2 separate regions of the Mus musculus genome follow, and region 1 is linked to region 2. The links are chromatin contacts, called in public Hi-C maps. All regions are on one chromosome and are shown on one strand. The core of a region is the stretch at or near the end of the contact, and the rest is flanking DNA. Distances in the headings are between cores, read along the strand shown.

What was found. A called contact is a pair of places that touch in the nucleus more often than the background predicts.
Region 1: a Hi-C map of neutrophils shows a contact between it and region 2, with 2.7 times the contacts expected there. The contact joins two enhancer-like sites. A contact is called at or near these places in 2 of 484 Hi-C or Micro-C datasets (the G1E-ER4 cell line and neutrophils), 2 of 115 datasets of contacts at active chromatin or transcription factors (double positive thymocytes and stem cell-derived neural progenitor cells) and 3 of 9 other capture datasets (adipose tissue, liver and pancreatic islet).

Annotation. Positions count from the first base shown.
Region 1 is chr1:92,224,180-92,228,095 of GRCm38.p6, forward strand. No RefSeq gene overlaps it. Among named protein-coding and RNA genes, the nearest start is that of Hdac4, 46 kb to the left of the region's middle. Within about 2 kb of position 1,317, at least 77 of the 459 cell types and tissues checked have an H3K27ac peak or open chromatin away from gene starts, as enhancers often do. A contact at or near this core is called in neutrophils, where this site is marked.
Region 2 is chr1:91,982,691-91,986,639 of GRCm38.p6, forward strand. It overlaps Hdac4 (histone deacetylase 4), which reads right to left. Exons shown (of 27, transcript NM_207225.2): 10 at 1,971-2,087; 11 at 1,688-1,883. Among named protein-coding and RNA genes, the nearest start is that of Gm46242, 100 kb to the left of the region's middle. Within about 2 kb of position 2,026, at least 54 of the 459 cell types and tissues checked have an H3K27ac peak or open chromatin away from gene starts, as enhancers often do. A contact at or near this core is called in neutrophils, where this site is marked.

The DNA of each region.
Region 1 (3,916 bases), core at 67-2,566, 240 kb after region 2:
ACATGAGCTGTCTTCATTCAGCTACAACCCACGGGGCTTGGTGACACAGAGACACTGCCACTGTGGGGGCCGTGGCTCTTGATGTTTCCCATTCAGTCACTCCAGGGACCTGTCCCCCGCAGTCCCTCTCTCTGTTCTTTCTCAGACTCCCTTTGTCCTGTCTTGGGGGGTGGTTGTGGGGGTCCATGCATCCCACCAACTGCTGCCTGTGGTGTCCCTTGAACAACCGTGCCAGGTTGCCATGGGCACGGCCCCCCAGGCGCAGAGAACAAGAGCGCAGCATGGAGGGCTGCTCCCGGGCCTCAGGCTCCAAGCTGCTCATTATGCTGCGTGTTTTGTTTTAAATTACCTTCCGCCGTGAGGGTGTGTTTTATCCCCACTCTAAGTACTGTTGACAGATGTGTTAATTCATGTATTTAAACAGATATTTAGCAACTGGCAGAAGATTCGACTAAAAATAGGTCATCTTTCTAAAGGGCTCTTTAGCGTCGAGCTGGTGCTCATAGCTGCTGCTTGTGGCTGCTGACATGGGACTTAGGGCAGCCATTTTCAACAGGAGGCTACATCAGGGAGGACAGGAGGTCCAAGGGACAGATTGCAAAAGTACAAGCCCTCCGGATGGGTGCACATCTGACCAAGTGTTTGGCATAGAAGAGAGTCCTGCATTCAGGGATTTGCATGTAAAGTGGCTGACCTGGTCCAGGCTGTGGGTACTTTTCTGGTACTAAGAACAGAGTGATCCCTTTGTAAGGCTCCGTATCTGGGCAGTGCCTGCTGCCTGAGAAGGATAAGACTACCAGGGGAACTTAGACTCCCAGGGGCAGCAGCCTTGGGGACAGAGCTCCAACAGAACCCATTTCTTGTCCAAGCAGCAGTGGCCTGTGGACGCCCTCTAGGATCCTGCTTGATGTGGGCTCCAACATGACTCCCTTGATCAGTCAGAGCAGTCAGAGCACTAGGAGCCACATGTGAGCTGAAGATTATGCCCTGTCTGATTAGGGACGTGAAAATAGGTCATCTTTAGGGTCCCTGCTTCATGTACCTCAGGAGAGGTTGAAAGGACCTCAGGAGAGGTTCAAGGAGAAGTGTCATGGAGGGCTTATTCATGTCTCATGAGGAGTCAAGGGCTCAAACCTGAATGTGACAATGATCTCGCTCTAGGCTCCTAGATGAGGGTGGCAGAGGCAAGTTCCTCTTAGGCCTTGATGACAAAGCTGTCTACTTCCAAACCTCACTTTCATCTGTCCCCTTAGAGGTTACCAGAGCCACACTGTGGTGCTGTCTGTGGCATGTGGAGGGTGACCAAAGACCAGGAAGGAGGGCAATGAGGCAATAGGGATGTTTGGGCTTGGCACACATCCTGGACAGACAGGAGGAGCGCTGGTCTGGCAGTTGGGGAGCTGAGAATAGAGGAAGGATGACAAAGGAGTCACCCTGACCTGGAGCTTGGGAGTGGGACATAAAGGCAACACCCCCTAGCAGGAAGGAAGGCAGAGGAGAACTGTGTTTGTGGGGCTGGAGACCTCAACTCAGGGCTATACCATGACCTCAGAGGACAGATGGAGGTGGAATGAACCTGCTTGGAGGTCTTAGCTGAGTGGCACCTCCTTTTGAGAGGAGAGTCCTATGGCCGACACCATATGGGTGAAAGGGCGGGGGGAATGAGGGCATGGCTGTTTTGTGAGATGTCTGGGTAGGGTACATGGGATCCAGGCAATGAGAAGAATCAGAGCTGGTGCCCCCTGACAGTGCTCCCCCTACAGTACTCCCCAGACAGTGCTCCCCTGACAGTGCTTCCTTTCCCCATGGAGTCCCGCTGTATCCTGCACTTATTTCACTCCAGTCCTGAAATGCACCTTGCCCCACTCCCACCCATGTGGCCTCTCTGACAATAATAGATCATTTGTTAATCATAAGGTTTGCTGTCCTCATTATTGTTAGGCTCAGGTGGGAGGCTGTGGGTGCTTGGCAGTATGGCATGGGTTCTGTGCTGCTGGCTACCAGCTAAAGAGCAGAGTATCCCCTCTCTGCCCTACAAAGGCTCACCTTTCTCCCTCAGACCATTATAGAGTTCTTCCTGTGAAGCCAGTCACCAATATATACTGTCCTGTACACACTGTTTACAACAGGACTGAGGGCAAACCAGGCTTCCCTACGCCTTAACCCACCTGAACAGCGGCCAGTGAGGTAGCTAAGTAGATGCTTCCCTCAGTCCTCCACATAGCACAGCTACCCTAACAGGACACAGGCAGAGCGTGCCCGGGGCTCATGGTTAGCCCATCTGCAGACCCGGGGCTACTCAATTTCACTCTAGACCAGCCAGGGATTTTGTGAGGCCTCAGGGTTCTTGAACATAGAGCAGGAAGGCAATCACTTCTGGTTTCTCCTTGCTAATTAGGAGCAAGACTCTAATTTCTTGTGCCTGTCTGCAAACGTCTGTGAAACCCATGTAGGGAGACATGCTGGAGGGCCCCATGCCCTTGTAATTAATTGATACGGCCAATTTCCATTTGGTTGCATTATGCTGAGGTCCTTTCTGCCCACCTGGTGGCTCATTGGTCTCATGCAGTCGGTCCCAGCCTTCCTAATCTAGGAGCCAGAACTAATTAAGGTGGAGGTGGGTGCTGGGCGAGCTGTGGGAAGTGCTGGGCATAGCTTTCGTTTCCACACAGTGACTGGCTAGCATGGCCCATGCACTTCCTGACCATATCATGCCCCCACCTTTGTGTCCCTCTCATTCTAGAGACATTCCCTGCATCTCCCAATTCAGCTGCCCTCTCAGTTTGCATCCAGGTGCTGGTGGGTAGGAGGAGGAGTCACTAGGCTCTGTCCACAGGAAGTCCCTCTCCTCAGACAGGTCCCCTGACCTCGTCAGGCTCCACATACACACTCTTTCCTGGTAGGCCCCTTTCCCCAGGCATGCTTTCTCCCCAGACATGCTCCCATCACCAGAGATGCTCCCTCCTCAGGCTGCAGCTGGGTGGAGCACCCTTATTTTCTTTAGGCTGTTTCTCAGTAAGTGGCTAGTTAACCCCAGGTGTATTAACGTGGTGCGGGCAGCTGGGGCAGCAGAAAATGTCTCCGAGGACTTATGTGATGGGGATGGAGCTGGGTACAACTGTGGGAACAAGCTTCCAAGAAAGTATGGTATGGCTGAGGTCACAACAAGAAGCTGGTCTGCTGGGACCACTGCTGTGCTAAAGAAGGATGAAGACTGGAAGATCAAGATCAGGGGATGGGAGGGGAGCCAGATCATGGGATGTGTGTGGCATTTCTGAGTCATGGGGGAGAACTGGGAAATTTCCTCTAGGTATGATGGAGGTGTGTAGAGGGGCATGATCTGATTTATGTTCTGAAATGTCCGCTCAGATTGTCATGTGAAGACTAGGGTGTATATGTGTGTGCATGTGTGTGTGTGTATATACATGTATGTGTGTGTGTCTGTATAAGTGTGTGCACATGTCTGTAATGTGAGTGTGTGGCATCTGCAGAATATATGGTGTCACTGTGTGTGTACAATGTGTGTGTCTGTATGTGTATGTGTAGATGGGTGTGTACCTATAGTGTGTATGGCAGGTATGGTATATGTATACATATGTTTGCATGTAGCACGAATGAGTGTTATGTGAGTGATCTGTGTGTCTCATGGTATGATGGTAGATGTGTGATGTATATTTGTGATATGTGGGTATTAAAGTCAGTCTTGCACATGGTATGAAAATGTGTGTGTGGCGTGTGTATGAGTGCGCACTCAGGCAAGTATGTGAAAGCAGGTATGGGTGTTGGGTGTTAAGAGTCAGGCACAGGAGGCTGCTGCAGGCAGAGAACCACCTTCATCTGGGGAAGACAGGGCTCCTGGTGATCCTTGTTGAGTGGTCTGCAATGTTTTCTGCTTAAGACTTTGGTCCTGAAGGGT
Region 2 (3,949 bases), core at 776-3,275:
TGACCTTCAGTGGATTCTACCACAGGAGATTTTGTATCAAATACAGAGTGGCACTGGGAGAGGAAAGAAGGGCTGCACAGGGAAGGAATCAGATCTTCCCTAGAGGCATGACAGCCGGGCTTCAGAGAGAGCAGGCCGGGGCAGTGACAGCACAGCATGCAGATGGTGCAGGGCAGCAGTGGCTGCAGGACAGACAGACAGAGTTCAGAGAAGTGGAAGGACTCAGAGAAGAATGTGTGCTTCACACACTTCCCTTGGTCAGTCTGCCCGGGAAGAGGGCTGTGGTGCAAGGCTGGGGTCTCTGCTAAGAGCTGACCCATTTGTCAGTGGTGTTGTGTTTAGATCGTGCTGAGATGACAGCCATGCCACGTTAAGTAGTGGGATGCTACCCTACTACTTTGGCTTGAATGTTCACAGGTCTGGGCTCTACACACAGTATTACTCTAGACAATGGGGAACGTGGGCCTCTCTGGACCACTGTGGCTGAGCAGAGGAAATCCTGTTCAGGAGGCTCCTTTCCCAGCGAGAGCTGCATCAGAAGGGGTGCTGGGAAGACTGGATAGAGTGCTGGGGGAGAGTCACAAACACAGCCCTGACATCCCAGCACTTAGAAGACTGAGGCAGGAGAGTCCGAGTTTGAGGCCAGCAAGATTTAATATCAAAACAGCAACAGAGGTTCAAATAAATACAATAAAGAGACAAACCAAAACCAAAACCCAGCTAACCCCAAAGGAAAAACCTCAACCTGGAGATCAGCACCGACTGGGCTGCTGGGTGTCAGACGCTGCCTACGGGAACTGAGTCTTTTCACTTTGTCACTCTGTGCTAGCATCTCACTCATAGATGGGAAGATGAAGCCCATGGTCCCTGGCTTCCAAGAGAACAGACAGGAAGGGGCCTGAGTGTAGGGAGCGGTCCATGGTCACTGAGACACTGCTCTCAGAGCTGGAGGAGGGTGTCCCAGCAGACCAAGTGCTGTTCCTGTCCAGATCACTGACTTGGGAGAGCCAAGGGCATACTAGGGACAAAAAGCACAAGACAGGAAACCAATACCAAGCCCTACAGACCAACTCACCCCAGTAGGTGGGAACTCTAACACACCAACCAGAGGCTGGCCCAGGGGAACACTGGAACATGGACAACGCCAGTTCTAGGATTGCTCTGGCTGTGATTCTGAGTGAAGCAACAGGTGTGAAGAAGTCACCCACTGACCTAAGGATGATGTAGAGAACTGGGCCAAGTCACCAATAGGGAGGGTTGTGTGTCTCATGAGAAACATTCCACATGCCATCATTTCTGAAACAGTCCCTCCAAAGTGTGGTAACTGGGTAAATGTCACGAGTTTACTTTGTCTCAAACTTGTATTTTTCTAAATGCAATCATCCTCAAGCTGAGAAATCAACGGTCACTTCTGCACTTCATGCACTTGCTTCCTCGAGCTGTAGGGAAACCAATCAGTGGGAGAGCAGGAGGCTAAACAGAGGGCCACTGGCACTGACTGGTACTCCTTGGTCATTTTTCTAAGCAGGACACAGTTTTTTGCCACAGTTAAGGTAGCTATCACATTACAGAGAACCATAGAGTTTCTACTGTTGTATGGGCTCAGTTGTTCTTTCCAGCCTTCTTTAAAAGCTACAGGAGGCCAAGGAAACTGCTAACGCCACAGAGATCTCCTTGTGGTTCTTACCTGTGACAAGGGGTGTCTGGGTGGGTGGCTGCTCCAGCAGGACCATGTGCTGCAGGAGGGGGTTGTGAGCTGCTGCACCGTCCCTCTCCAGGGGCGAGGTGCTCAGGTACGGGGTGAGGTGGGTCCCAGGGAACAAGATCCGCTGCTGGAGAGCTGGGAGAGCAAGCCTCTCAGCATCCTGCTGACCTGCCGCACCCTGAAAGGCAGAACCAGTAAACTCAGGCTGTGGGAACTGGAGTAGACAACCACCCCATGCCACACAGACCCACAGAGGCCAACTTACAGCGGCAGGGCCAGTGGCAGGAAGTCCCAAGGTGATGTTGGGTAAGGATGGTGACGTGTAGAGAGGAAGTGGGGCGACTGAGCCTTCTCGAGTCACAAGTCTGTGTGCCAAGCTCGTCTGTAGACAGAAGACATTGTGACCGTCAGAGTCTACTACAGACATTCCAATACAAGCAGCATACCCAGGGCTGCAAGGGCACTTACAGCATGAGGTGCTGATGTGTGGTTGCCTGGTGCAAAACAAACTGTGCAGACTGTGGCCTCCAGTGCAGGGAAGACCACAGCATGCCACCGGAACTGAATCAGGGCTCCCATTCCTGAGTTTTCCCCTCTTAATGGGCTCCTGCTACCTTGTTTGTTTTTATTCAATCTGCCTACTTACCATAAAGCTATGGGTAGGATATTTAGAACAACACATCTTAAAATATTTTTGTAGTTAGAAGTTTTTCAAGAATGACATCAAAAGCAGAAAGCAAGGAGAAAGTTAATGGTGAGGAGGAAAAACCCTGTTCTTATAAAGGTAGATGATGACAGGAATCTGCAATGCGCAGGAAAAACAAAGACTGGAATATAAAGAACTTGTCAATCATAGACCAATTAACATGAGAGCAGAACTCAATAAAGACAATGACAAAAGCACCCATTTTAAGGGAAATGAAAAAATGCTCAACTTTTATCAGTGACTGAAAAACATATTTACCAAGTCATCAAACTGACAGATTTTGTAAAAGCTCAGAAAAGCTGAACCAAGTGGTCATGGGATTATAAACTGCTGTCCTTTTTTGCAGATTGATTTCGCAGTCTGTGTTTGGAAGCCTTAAAAGCTGTGTTGCTCTTGACTGTGAGGCTCCACTCTGAATGCAGTGGGAAGAAACAGCCCTAAGAAAATGGCTCCCAAGCACATGAAGTCAGCCACAGGGTCATTTAAGCAGTCTGATGGCAGCAGAGTATGTGGCTTCCACCTTGCTGCAAGTCATAGCTAAAAGAACACAGGGACTTGTACATATCAACACACAGAGGTCAGGGACTGCCCTGATAATCATGCTAGCCGTTATTTCTGTTTATTAGAGGTTATTATTCTGTCATTACTGGTGTTACTTCTAAGGTCAGTGTTAGAGGTACATTTAGGGTAGGTTTGTCACTAGAGTTAGTGTTCTTCTTGGGGTTGGAGCAGAGGTTAGGCTTAGGGTTACTATTGGTGGCAGAGCTAGGGTTAGGATTAGGTTACAGCTTGGTATAAAATTAGTGCAGGAGCTTCCTGGGAGTGTTGGGGTTCCTCAGTGAGCCTGGGCCAGTGGTCAGACATTGCATACTCTGCAGGAGTGTGAGCATGTGCAGTTTGTAATAAGAGGTGTGTTAACTACCAGCACTTCAGGCTTTTGGGACACTGCTGGGGTTCCCCAGGGACACTACCATGAATAGCTAACACATGAGCAGCCCTCAGGCACAAGTTCATCCAATTCTAGAATGTGAAATTCAAAAGGTATGTCCACATGTGACCCAGGACTCAAACACCAGCTCTGCCTGTGACAATGACTGTCTGAGAAATGCCAGCAACCTTACTGGTCTTGGGGACGCTCTGGATGCTTTATTGATTTGTGGCAGCTCAATTTGCATATTTGGGCTTTATAAAGATGAGCACACAACTTAGAACCACAAAAGTGATGCTCCACCCAAACAAGGAGCTGTTATACATCTAAATGCCCACATCACAGATTTATCTGGGCCCATGACCAACAAGAGGGAAGCACAGTTAACATCCTAGGGCAGGAAACAGTTTTCTGGTTGTACGCTGAGGCTAATTACAGGTAGGTTTCAGCTATAAAAGCTTAGTCCTGCAGAAGGGCTGTTAAAACTTGTAACAACCTAAGAAAGTGCTAAGTTGGAAGGTTAAAGAACACCAATGATGAGAAAAATATAAGTATAAAGTAAAAGGAACCAAGCACAATGGAGTGAACGTCACTTCTTGCAGTGACCCTC